Linked DNA regions of Mus musculus: region 1 is linked to region 2. A link is a contact called in public Hi-C data. All regions are on one chromosome and are shown on one strand. Each heading gives the region's core, a stretch centred on a gene start, on an enhancer-like site or on the middle of the called end of the contact. The rest is flanking DNA. Distances are from core to core; before and after follow the strand shown. Region 1 overlaps 1500012K07Rik (RIKEN cDNA 1500012K07 gene). Region 2 overlaps Sv2b (synaptic vesicle glycoprotein 2 b).

Region 1 (6,680 bases), core at 1,974-4,473, 120 kb before region 2:
CACACACACACACACGAGAGAGAGAGAGAAAGAGAGAGAGAGAGAGAGAGAGAGAGAGAGAGAGAGAGAGAACCTTACGTGTATTAAAATGTGAGACTATTTTCTAATGTAATTTTATTCCAGTTGGGTACAGCTGGGAAAAGAAGACCTGCAATTCCTGATGTCAAGGATTCGGACTTGCACTGGGAGGTGAATGCTGCACACCTTACTAGCATGCTAAGACAGTGTGTCATTTACAGTGATATAAAGAAATCTGCTTTTGCCTATGTGTGTTCAACAAAGTAAGTGGCAATACTAAGGCCAAGGCAGGCTCCCTGATTCATTTATCTTTCTGGGTTCTCTTTCCTTCTTTCCTTTTCTCTCTCCAGATGGTAAGACATTTGTGTGTTCAAACTCACCCATGCTGACATTGTTGCTTGGAGATGTTCTGCCATGGTAAAGAGCTGCATTCCTATTCATGGTGGAGGGACGCATCCCCACACCCCCATGCCACACACATCTGCTCAGCTTTTCTTTTGCAGACCTCATGCTTAAAGCTTAAATCTTGATCCCCTTGGGCCTTGTTCCAGTATGTGTCGACAGATGGTTCTAATCACGAGTGTTTGAAATGACTATCTACACCTCCTACACCATTTATAAAATGCCTTGGTTTCCCCATCATGTTCATTCTTACTTTCCTGCAGGATTTCTCTCTCTTGGGGGAGAAAGTGACTGTAGAACATAAATACTGCCTAGATGTTTAGACAAAGGCGCCAGCCTGTGCACACTGACATAAAAACGACTCCTTGTACTGTTAAAGAAGAGATACAGAATGTTATGTAAGGCATATTTATATATGTGCCTGAAAGGAGCTGGAAACATATCTTTTAAATTGTTGATAATGGTTGATAGCAGTTACCTTTTGTAGGTAGATTGAGGGGGTAAGTGTTGATTTTTCTTTGTATAGTTCAACATTTAAAATAATTTAAAGAATTACATTTGGGAGAGGAGTAGGATTAAAATAATCAAAATACTTTGTATTGATTTATGGAAGAATTAATGAAATATATTCTCTGATAGGTACAAGCAAAATTTTTTTCTCTGTTTCTTTATTTTTTTTTGTGTATGTGTTTGTGTGTGCATGAATGAACAGATATACACACTTGATTGTTCTAGAACTGTTCTAGAATGGTTCTGCAATTGTTCTAGAACAATTGTTATACAGACCAAGCTGGCCTCAAACACACAGAGATCTCTCAAATGCTTGAGATTAAAGGCGTGTGTCACAATATCCCTTTATTATTTATATTTTATGTATTTACTTACTGTGTGTGTGTTTGTGGATGTGTGAGTGTGTGCATTTGCACACATGCCAAGGGACAAACATGGAGGTCAGAAGAGAAAATTGAGTCAGTTCTCTTCTGTTAAGTGGGGTCCTGGAATTGAACTCAGGATTTTAGTCCTGGAAGCAGGCTCCTTTATCTGCTGAGCCAGCTTGCTAAGCCCTTATCATGGACTTTAGCTGCAACCTGATTAATTTATCTAGAGCTTACTTAAAGCAGCAATATATTTCAGAGCCACAGGTATTGCTAATTGGGTTGATCAGGGCTTGCTTGAGTATTGTATTTGGTGGACAAAAAAGAGACATTCAGTTTTGTTTATATGTGATTTTATTTTCATGTTACACACTGTCATTGGAAACAGATACTGATGTAGACTGCATCTCTATGGCAGAATATGCTTATTGCAGAAAACTTGAAAAAGTATGTCTAAAGAATCTTCCATCCCTCCATACTGAAATAAAAGTTGTAATGATTGTTAATGGAGTGTCTCTCTTTCTGATATTTACCATGCACAAATATTTATGTGGCAGGAGGCAAGTCTGATTACCATTGTTATGGTACTTTTCCCATTGTATTCCCTGGCCCTCAGTCCATGTCATTCCTTACCAAATTTCCATTCTATTGCTTTTCAAATGCTCAACACTGTTCTTTGAAACCTAACAGAGATGTGTTCTCAAGCTTTGGATATGAATAGTTTGAAAACCCTCACCTCAAAGTGTCCAGTGCATACGCTTATGTGCGTTAAACAAGATGATGAAGAAGAAAAAAGGATGGAAGCGTTCCCCTGCCAGAGAAGATGAAGAAGCTCCAGATGGGACTGGAGAATTGGATTAGTGGCTAAGAGTACATATTGCCAGGTGTGGTGGTGCACACCTATAATCCCAGCACTTGAGAAGCAGAGGCAGGAGGATCTCTGAGTTCAAGCCCAGCCTGATCTATATATCAAGTTCCAGGACAGCCAGGTCTACATAAGAGAGACCCTGTTTCAACAAAACAAAACAAAAACCAAAGCAAAACAATTAAAAAGAATACATATTGCATTCAGAAGATATGAGTTCAGTCCCTAGCACCCACATGAGATGACTTATAACTGCCTATAACTCCATCACTAGGGGATTCAATACTCTCTTCTTGATTCCATGGGCATCATCACTCAATGTGCACAAACCCACACAGGGCACAAACATAGCACATAAATGACAAAGGATAAAAATAAGCCAGGCCTGGTAGCGCATGCTTTAATCCCATCCTGGCACTTGGGAGGCAGGAGCAGGTAGATCTGAGTTTGAAGCCAGCCTGGTGTATATACAGAGTTTCAGGCCAATTAGGACTACACAGTAATGAGATCCTTTATAATAATAATAATAACAATTCTTTGAAATAAAATTGTTTTTATATTTACTTATTTTATATGTATGAGTGTTTTGTCTGCATGTATGTCTATGTATCTTGTATGTGCCTAGTGCACATGGAGATCAGAAGAGGGCATTAAATCTTCTGCACCTGGAGTTACAGATGGTTGTGAGCCATCTTGTGGGTTGCAAGAGCAACAAGTGATCTTAAGCGGTGAATCATCTCTCCATCCTCCAAAAAAAAAAAAAAAAGATATTTCAGCTAGGGTGTACATAGAACCTGTACAAAGGAATAGGCTAGTGACTGTGGGCAGAATCACAGGGCTTAGCAAGGAAGACTGAGCAAAGCTGCTGCCTGGGCCTTACTCCAGTGAGCATCATCTGCCAGCTACGAGGATGGAACTGGGTCAGGATGAACCCAGAGACCACTGGCCTTCTGTGTGTGTTTGAATTTCTAGTGCCACAGAATAAAGCCAATAGTTCCCTTCCTCCCATGCCGTGGAAACACCCACAGAGATCAGCCAGCGGGTCTTTGGCACATGGACCAATTCTCTCATTGGCCATCTGTTCTCTGAGACTCTGCTAGTCTGTCTGGATGACTTTGTGTGGTCAGTGTTACTCTTCAAACATTTGCAAGCCTATCTGACCCCTGGAAGGGCAGTAGAGAGGCTACATTGAAATCCTATGCTCCAGACTTTGGAGGAATTGTATAAAATCAGTTCCTTGAAGCATGAAACTCTCATCTTCATCTGCATATTGGAGTTACTCTGTAGACTCAGGTCGGAGGCTGTGTTTTCTCATATACATTCTCCTCTCCATTAAATCATCTTCCAGAAAGTGATTTCACACTTTAAAGTGTCTCGTCACATGCAGCTATACGCCACTATTGACTTCAAAACTCCCCTCATGTTGAACATTAAAGTGATTTCCAGTGTTTTGCTGCTACTGCCAATGAGAAATGGTCCCGAGTCTTTTTGTCTCTAAATTAAAAAAAAAAACAATATATGACAATCAATCACAAGATAATTACTGTAAACATTATTGTCTGGCTTTTGGGTTAATTTTCTAGGCTTATTAGCAGTCTTTAAGCAGCTGAGGCCCCAGCTGCATTGCAGATGGGCAAAGCCTGCAGAGACCAAATGGACACAACACCCTGGCTAAGAGAAGAAAGGCAGGTGCAGGAGTTATGAGATCTCCATGGAAACGTGATTCCTGGCTAGATACACATCTTGGTTTCTCACTCCCTGTCTGTGAATGTGTGGTGCCTGGAGTATATAAAATAAGCTCCTGCTTTGAGCTTGGCTGTTTCTAAGTAGATTCCTCAGCTGTTAGTAGCCTTCGTCCTCTTGCGTTTCTGATGGCAAGTTGGTTCTGAGTTGTCTTCACATATGAAAAGCATAGAAGACTAATGGCTTTGTTGCAAACACTTGGAGAATGCTGGTCCCTTGCAAGTCAATAAGTGTTGAATTATGCATGACAGCATCACCAAGTTACATTTATTATTAAGCTCTGGGTTATAGTGGCCAGGGGATTGGGAGAGCAACCCAAGAAAGACACCAGCCAGGAAGAGTCACAGTCCCTTTGCTGCAGATTGTTACAGCAGAACAAATTTAGTTTGTGCCAGAGAGCAGAAGTGTGTCATTCCTCCAACATTTCCTGACTTGGAAGTACGAGTCACTCTGAATTTTCCTCTACATGGTCACTCTGAGTTTTCCTCCTCATTCATGTTTGAGAGAACTGGTAAATTTCAATGCATTTTGTATTTCTGCGTGACTAGAAGGAACACATACCTATTCTAATAAAACTGGAAGGTGTAAAAGATTTAAGTAAAATTTTCTTCCACTTAAGTAAATATTATGGGACAGTGAGTTGGCTCAGCAGGTAAAGATGCTTGCCTCCAGATGACCTGAATTTGATCCCTGGGACACACATAGTGGAAGGAGAGAACCAACTCCCACAGCTGCCCTTTGGCCTCCACATACATGGTGGGGGATGATTTCTGCAAGGTGGCTTGATGTAAGCTGAGCCTTTAAGGTGACATCAAATATTTTTAGTTCAGTAACACACACACACACACACACACACACACACACACACACACCATCATCATCTGTGTTGAGGTTACAAAGATAGAAAGCTAAAATAGGACAGAGATAGCTTTTGGCTGAAGGAGCATAAGCCTATCTAAAAACCTGGGCAACCAATTTATATCCACAGTAAAAGCTGATAAGTGCTATGGTGTAACCTGTACACATGGTATACTTATGATTAAATATTTGGAAGGCTAGAGGGGAATCACTTTATCCAGCTAGGGCGGTTTCCTTACATGATGACAATTGAGCTAAAATATTGGGGTGGAGGGACTCACAGAGACCAAAGGAGCATGCTTTGGTGTGCACGAGGCCCTCTGCATATATGCTGTGGTTGTACAGCTTGGAGTTTTTGTGAGACTTCTAACAGTGGAAGTGGGGGTGTCTCTGACTTTTTTTTTTTTTAGCTTGCTTGTGGGACCTTTTCCTTCTACTGAGGGTTTGTGCCTAGTCTTATTGCATCTTGTTATGCCATGTTCAATTGATATAGCTGGGTGTTCTGCTCTCGTTTGAAGGGAAATGGAGGAGCAGCAGATCAGGGGGCAAGGGAGGTATGGTGGAAACTGGGAGGGAGGGAGGGGAGGAGAAGGCAGGGAAGGTCTGTTTGGGATGTATTGCACGAGAGAAGAATAAAGACAAAGAAAAATTGCTGTCCAAATATTTATTAATTAATTTTTGATATGCATCAGGTTTTATTAAAGCAGTCATGGAAAGAACAGTACAAATACCTGATGTATACTTAAAAATTTGTTATTTTTGAGACTCTATTTTAATACATCTCTCCCTTCCCTTTCCTTTCTTGAGTCCCTTCCCATTCTCCTTCAAATCATGGTCTCCTTTTTCTACTGTTACTGCATGCATATACCTATATACCTATATATTCCTAAATATAACCTGTTCAGTCTGTATAATGCTACTTCAGGGCTGACTGTTTGGCGTGGGACAATAGGTTGGTGTGCTCTTCCATGAGGAGGGCCACTTCTCCCATTCTAAGCTCTCCTCAGGTCCCTAAGTTCTTGTGTAGGGTTGAGACCTTGTAGGATTTCCCTGGTCTAGATTGGTGTCATCCCCGATCTGCATGTTTAGGCAGCTGTGTTGGGTGAGATTCCATGGGTGCAGCTTCTGACATTCCTAGGAGACACAATCTCATAGCAAACTCCCTGATCCTCTGGCTCTTGCAATATTTCCATCTCCTCTTCTTCAATGTTTCCTGCCCTTAGGTGCAGGAATATTTTGTACATATATCCACTGGGACTGGACTTCACAGCTCTGCAGTTTGGTTGGTTATTATCACCTTTCTTGGTGATTCCTGCTGCAAAAAGAAGTTTTCTTGACGAGGGCCGAAGACTATACTTATTTGTAATTATAATGACAAATGTTTACGAATTATTGTTAAGGATTAGTTGTGGTGTAGATTCTCCTCCAATAACCATGGCTTAGCTAGCACTGAGGACTTTGCTAGGTTTTTGATACCAGGCATTGTTTCTCTCCTGTTGAGTGGGTCCTAAGTCCAATTAGAGAGCTGTTGGTTACTGCCAGGATATGTGTGTCACCCGAGAGTGTACTCTGAGAGTTATTGTGTCATGCTAGTCATTGATGTGGTTCATAGGTGACATAGCTTGGTAGGACTGTTGGTTACCTACCTCCTTTGGAAGCTTGTTTGGCACCTTCTGGTACCATGACGGCTAGTCCTCAGGGAGGGTGCATTTAGGTGGCTCCAGCCAAGAATTCAGCAAGTTGAAGACTAAGCTAATCGTGGTGTCCTGAGTAGACAGCTATGGAAATGGAGTCAGGAAGGGAAAGATGGAACATAAAGATCCAGAATGCACTGATGCAGAAGAAACAAGACCCGGATCCATAAAATGTACCAAGTTGGTTATTAGTTTCACTATTGTCCCAAAGGTTGTATTTTTCTT
Region 2 (6,033 bases), core at 2,317-4,816:
ACTACTACTGACATCTTCAAGCAGGACACCAGTGTATCAGCTCTTCTGTGCTTGCTCCTATCTCTTTCCTGAGGGATTGTCTTCTGTTAGGTCTGTGCCCTTGAGATACTACCAGAGCCCAACTAAACTTAGAGATAACCTTACATTTTATTCCCTCCCCAACCCCCATGGTGACCAGGCTATGCCTCCTAATTCCCCCTTCCAATAAAGAGTTCTTTTCGCTCCTACAAGTGGATTCTAGAAGGTGCAACAAAATAGACCCTCAAATCTAGACTCAAAATATAAAAATAGCAGTTACTATTTATAAGAGCCTGTATACATACATGTTTTCAAGATTTCCAAGGAGAAAGAGGCTTATGGCTGCTGTAGACACAGAGTTTAGTAAATTAGATGGACTCCTTTTGAGTAGGGGTAGTTCTTTAGAGGTACTCTGTATAGATTACAGCAATATTTCCATGTCACATATCTATTCTTGGACACACAATTAAATGATTTTTAGTGAGTACATTCACCATTGTAACCTAATTTGAGGATGTTGCCATTTCTTCCCGGTTTCCCAATTATGTCAAGTTCATTTGAAGTCAACATCCATTCCTACCTACCATGGCCCTAGACCACCCCTGATCTATCCCCTTATATTGTAGACTTGCTTATCCTGGATGTTTTATGTAAATGGAATGAGACAATCTGTGGCCTTTTGTAACTAGCTGGGTATCTGTCCAGTCTGTTGTATGTATCACTAACTTGGTCCTTCTTAATGTCAGCTCATACTGTACTGCCAGACACATGACATTTGATTCATGTGCTCATGGGCTCATGGACATTTGTGTTAATCCCACTTTAGAGCTGATGTAGATGCTGTGAACATGTATGTGCAAGTTTTTGTGTAAGCATATGTCTTTGTCTTGGGTACATTTTTTTTGGATTGACTTTGCTGGGCTTTCCTTAAATATATGTTTAATATTTTAAGGACCTGGCAAACTATTTTCCAAATAGGTTGAGTCATTTCTCACTCTCACCAGTGGTTTCTAATGGTTCTAGTTCATCACCATCCAGCCCACACATGCTGTCATCTGTCTGCTGATTACAGCTATACTAGTGGCTATATGGTAGTGTCTCTTTGTTGTGTTAAATAGGTTTTTGTTCAGTTCTTACAGCTTTCAATCTGACAGTGTGGGCTGTGAGTCACCAAAAGAGAATCGTGAATAAAGGAGGCACCATTTACCAAATTTATTTGCTCTTGGAATGCCCTTTGCTCTCTTAAATGAATATGTTCAAGTACTAATAGTGTTCAGACTTCTGGGAAGAATTGCATCATTTGATTACAGTATTGTTTGTAACTTTGTTCTAAACAAGTGTCTATGGCACAATGATTCTGAACCAAAGAGCCAGGCTAACATTGTAAGAGTTAAATAAAGACAACAAATGGATCAGTCCTAGGAGGTTTAGAAAAATAGTAGTTTGCAATGAATATCTAAATGGCAGTTTGTTCTCTGCACTTGGTTCACTAGCCCAGCCCAGATGGGTCCAGATTTCATGCGGAGAGAGCTGGGATCAAGCTGGAATCCTGGATATACATTTTAATCTCTAATATTCAGATAACAATCATTATATCACAGGGACGATAGTAAGATGGGATTTGCATTGTTGCTAGGAGCTGTGGTGACTGAGGTTCAGAGATGGCTTATCAAATCCTCAAGGCGACTTTATGAATGGGTGTTATACTTATGATTCCCATTAACAAATGAGGATACTGAGTCTCCAAGAGGCTATTAGTAGCTTCTACACAGGTAGCAAGAAATAGCAGTATCAGGATTTGAATCTGGGTCCCCCATACACGACAATGTCTGAGATATGTTCTGCTACCATGCCAGAAGGCAAATGGGTCAGGAAGATCCTTCCTTCTAATCACATAGAAATGACAGAGGTCTGGTAGTACTGGCAATCTAGCCGTTGGCTGTTTGGAATCATGGCTGGTTCATCTCCTCATCTTCTCACCTACAAGACATGTTCCACACATGTCTTCTGGCACATGTGTCTCCTTTGTTTCATTGTCCCCAAGCCCAGAATTTTTTTGCTCACATCCCCACCGGTGAAATCTCAGATCTTGGCTCTGCACACCCTCTCTGCTCGTTTTCAATACCTCTGTTGCATCTTTAGTGAGGGAGCAGAGCACCTGATGTTTTATTATATCTGGGACTCCAGACTATGGAGTGGAGTTGCCCTCATCAGTTAAATCTGTCTTGTAATGCCCTTAGATGTTCCCAAAGATATCTTTCCTAAAGGATCCTCAATCCATTCAAGTTGACAATGAAGATTAACCAGATGTAAGTTTCATCACCGTGGGATGATCTATGTTGTTTCAACTTTACTTTTCCATAATGGCTCAGCCTCTTGAGAATGGGGTTAAAGTGTGTCCATTTATGCAGGGCTTTAAGCACAAAGGATTCTGAGAAATGCAAGGTGAGGGTGGGGAGAAGGACTCAATTGTAGAAGTAGGATCCACTCTCTTATCAAGATGAGTTCTGTTCTTTCAAAGGGTTAAGTAATGGATACTACATATTTTGGATCAAAACTGGCCACGCCCCAGTTCCAGAGATAGGTGTCAGCAGCTTGGTTCTTTCTTACAACCATCAGGGAGAGTGTTCTCAGCCCACTTCACAACTGTTGGTGGCCTCAAGCCTGTTGTATCTTGCAGATGACACTGTCTCTGATTGTCTGCATCATCTTCCCTCCATGCATATCTGTCTCCCTGTCTCCACATCCAGATGTGCTTTTTCACAGGTCACAGTTAATTTAGGCTCCCCCAATGTCCTACGTGTGTGTGTGTGTGTGTGTGTGTGTGTGTGTGTGTGTGTGTGTGTATGAATGAATGCCTAGGCTAGAAAAAGTCACTGGATGCCTTTCTTTCTGGCTATCTCTGACACACACACATGTTGAAGCAGGATCTCTCAGTAAAAGTGGAGCTCACAGAGGATTTCACTTTCCAGCGAGCCTAAAGGCAAGGAAGTCCAAGAAGCCCCGTTTCCTATCGCCCAAGTGCTTCCTGGGCATCTGACTCAGGTTCTCATGCTTGTCCATCAAGCACTAACCCACCGATCAGCCTCTCCAGTCTTAGGCTCTATTCTTAATGAGATTACACTCTGAGATCCTGAGGGTCAGGGTTCAGTTTATCCTTTGTGAAGGAAGCAATTTAACTCACAGTGTTGCAAATGACTAATTGGTGTGTTCTCCAGAAAACATTCTGTTAAAAATATAATTACTTGGCATTTCTCAATGAGATAGAAGCGTCAAGACAAACTAAAAAAATGTTGGAGAGGGAGGCCCCTGTTATTCACTGCACTTGACATTCACCGCAGTTCTTCGAACCAGATTGGGTGAGTGGGGTTGGTTTTGACAAAGGCCTGTTTTCTTTTCACAGAGAAAGTCCCAGAATCTTTACCCAAAGTGGTATTTCCCACATATGCTTTCAGAATTGAAAATCTTTCCTTCCTGGCTCGTGACATTTTTGTGGGGCCTCCAGAATAGAAATAACAGAGCAGATCTCAGGCAGTTGGCATTCCTTCTCCATGTGACAGCATCCTGCTAACATTTCTGCTGTTTGTGTGTGATTTATTGTCCTCCCAGGGTTCCTAAATGCATGCAATGAAAACCAATTTAGAATATTAATCTGACGTGATCCTGGCCAGCCTGGCCAGTTTATTTTGTGGAGATGGTGAACATTTTTGCAAGAGCAGAGTGAGAGTCATTCTTCTTAGTATTTCTTGCTAGCTTTTTCAGTACTGTTTCTCTGAGTCCCCCAGGTGGGTGGAGGGGCTAATGAAAAATGATATTTCCAGGCCTGATTTTCACACTGCAGTTTTCGGTGTCTTTTAGAGAGAGGCCCTAGAATTCCATTCTTTTTTCTTTTTCTTTCTCTTTTTATTGGATATTTTATTTATTTACATTTCAAATGTTATCCCCTTTCCCGATTCTTCCCCCAAGCCCCTTGCCCCAACCCCTTCCTCCTGCTTCTATGAGGGTGTACCCCCACCTACCCATCCACTTCTGCCTCCCTGCCCTCGCATTCCCCTATACTGGGACATTGAGCCTTCATAGGACCAAGGGCCTCTTCTCCCTTTGATGCCCAACAAGATTATCATCTGCTACATATGTGGCTGGAGCCATGGGTCCCTCCATGTGTACTCCTTGGTAGGTGGGTTAGACCCTGGGAGCTCTGGTTGGTTGATATTGTTGTTCTTCCTATGGGGTTGCAAACCCCTTCAGCTCCTTCAGTCCTTTCTCTGAATCCTCCATTGGGGACCCGGTGATCAGTACAATGATGGGCTGCGAGCATCCACCTCTGTATTTGTCATGCTCTGGCAGAGTCTCTCAGGAGACAGCTATATCAGGCTCTTGTCAGCATGTACTTCTTGGCACCCACAATAGTGTCTGCATTGAGAGCCAGAGCTTTTTATCCTCCTTCCATGAGAAAATGCATTGTATTATTGGAGTTAGAGAGTTCCCAGAGCTAGAGTCTCTCTAAGGGTGAAGATGGGGAGAACCAGGTAGCAGGTATTGGGCAGAGAGCTCAGATTTAGAGTGTGGGCAGGGGGAGGAGTCTAGCAGCTGCTGCAAGGGCAACTGTGTGGGGTCTTTTGTGACGTAGCACCTACTGAAAGCAAGGAAAGGCAGTGGGTGCCATGTGTGGAAGGAGGCTTAGTAAGGATTGATGGCTCTGAATTTGTTGGCAGATGGGCTTTTTTTCCCTTACTTTCCCCACCTTCTCTAGTTCTCTGTAAATAGCTCATTTTCAGTCCACACTTGGGTACATGGTAAGCATCATTTGGTGATGGCTCAAATCTTGTGAGACTTGAGATTCTAGAACAGGAGTTGTCAAACTTCCTAATGCTGTGATCTGACAGTACAGTTCTTCATGTAGTGACTCCAAACCATTATGTTTACTGTTACTTTATAACTGTAATTTTGCTACTGTTATGGATCAGAATGTCTATATCTGTGTTTTCTGATGGCTTGAGGACACCTCTGTGAAAGGGTCATTTGACAACAAAGGGTCATGATCCACAGATTGAAAACCACTTTTCTAGAAGGTAGCTTGGGCAGAGAATCTACCTCGTGGGTGTTGGACTCAAGAGAGCGAACCTGTGATTCGATCTGGGTTATAAGACAGTGCTTTGCACCTAGACAATATTGGTCCCTGGCTTTCCAGAATGGAAGTAGGAACAATGATATTGCCTGAAATAATATTGACCTGTAGGCTGGATACTTGCTATATAATCTTATACATTAAGTAATATTGTCTCATGAAACATGACTCTCATGTATGACAGACTCTTTCCAAGCCTCAGGTCTCCCATAAAAATCTGGGAGATATGGCTCTGAGTCTCATATTTGACTCCTGTTCTTACCCATTTGAGCCAAGTACAAGGTCATAGAGGCCTTTGAGCCACAGTGCTGATCTCAAAAGCAAGCTGGGCTCTAGAGAAAGCTATTTCTGCATTCTATACTTCTAAATGTAAAGTGATACAATTACTTCATATTGAAGCTGGAAAAGCATACATTTTCACAAGAGAAATTGACCCATGGGATAGTTCTACTGTTGGCAAAAGCTTGATAAGTTCAAAGGAAACCCGTAACACAAAATAGCCTTGTACTGAAAAATTCCTTGACCACTTCCTTTTGAATTCCTGTATAAGATCTGATCTTTGACCTTCACCGGGTTCTTCAAAGCTCAAAGAGCTTCTCTACCCATGGTTGCATTCACTACCCTTACAATTCCTTCCTCACTTAGCTTATGTGAGTTCAAATGTCTAACCAAAATATGCTTCACCTTACACATGAAATATGAGTATTAGTAAATATCTTCATTTAATTCAAAGATCATGTCAGAATCTCAGACTTTTCTAACTAGTCTATCTATTCAGACTGTTCTAACTATTTTTTCTGTCTCTATTCCTAGGCTATAACCTTCAGGAGAAGGACAAACATCACAGCCAGTGAGCTGCCAAGCACTGCTCCGACCTTGTCAAAGAG

The links. Hi-C and Micro-C count contacts between places; a contact is called where the count stands out from the background.
Region 1: a contact with region 2 is called in a Hi-C map of cortical neurons, with 2.4 times the contacts expected there. The contact joins two enhancer-like sites. A contact is called at or near these places in 3 of 484 Hi-C or Micro-C datasets (cortical neurons, nephron progenitors and uterus).

What each region holds. Positions count from the first base shown.
Region 1 is chr7:75,326,379-75,333,058 of GRCm38.p6, reverse strand. It overlaps 1500012K07Rik (RIKEN cDNA 1500012K07 gene), which reads right to left. Exons shown (of 3, transcript NR_045814.1): 3 at 1,640-3,654. Among named protein-coding and RNA genes, the nearest start is that of Sv2b, 20 kb to the right of the region's middle. Within about 2 kb of position 3,223, at least 34 of the 459 cell types and tissues checked have an H3K27ac peak or open chromatin away from gene starts, as enhancers often do. A contact at or near this core is called in cortical neurons, where this site is marked.
Region 2 is chr7:75,206,849-75,212,881 of GRCm38.p6, reverse strand. Sv2b (synaptic vesicle glycoprotein 2 b) reads left to right here. Exons shown (of 13, transcript NM_153579.4): 2 at 5,960-6,033. Among named protein-coding and RNA genes, the nearest start is that of 1500012K07Rik, 99 kb to the left of the region's middle. Within about 2 kb of position 3,566, at least 17 of the 459 cell types and tissues checked have an H3K27ac peak or open chromatin away from gene starts, as enhancers often do. A contact at or near this core is called in cortical neurons, where this site is marked.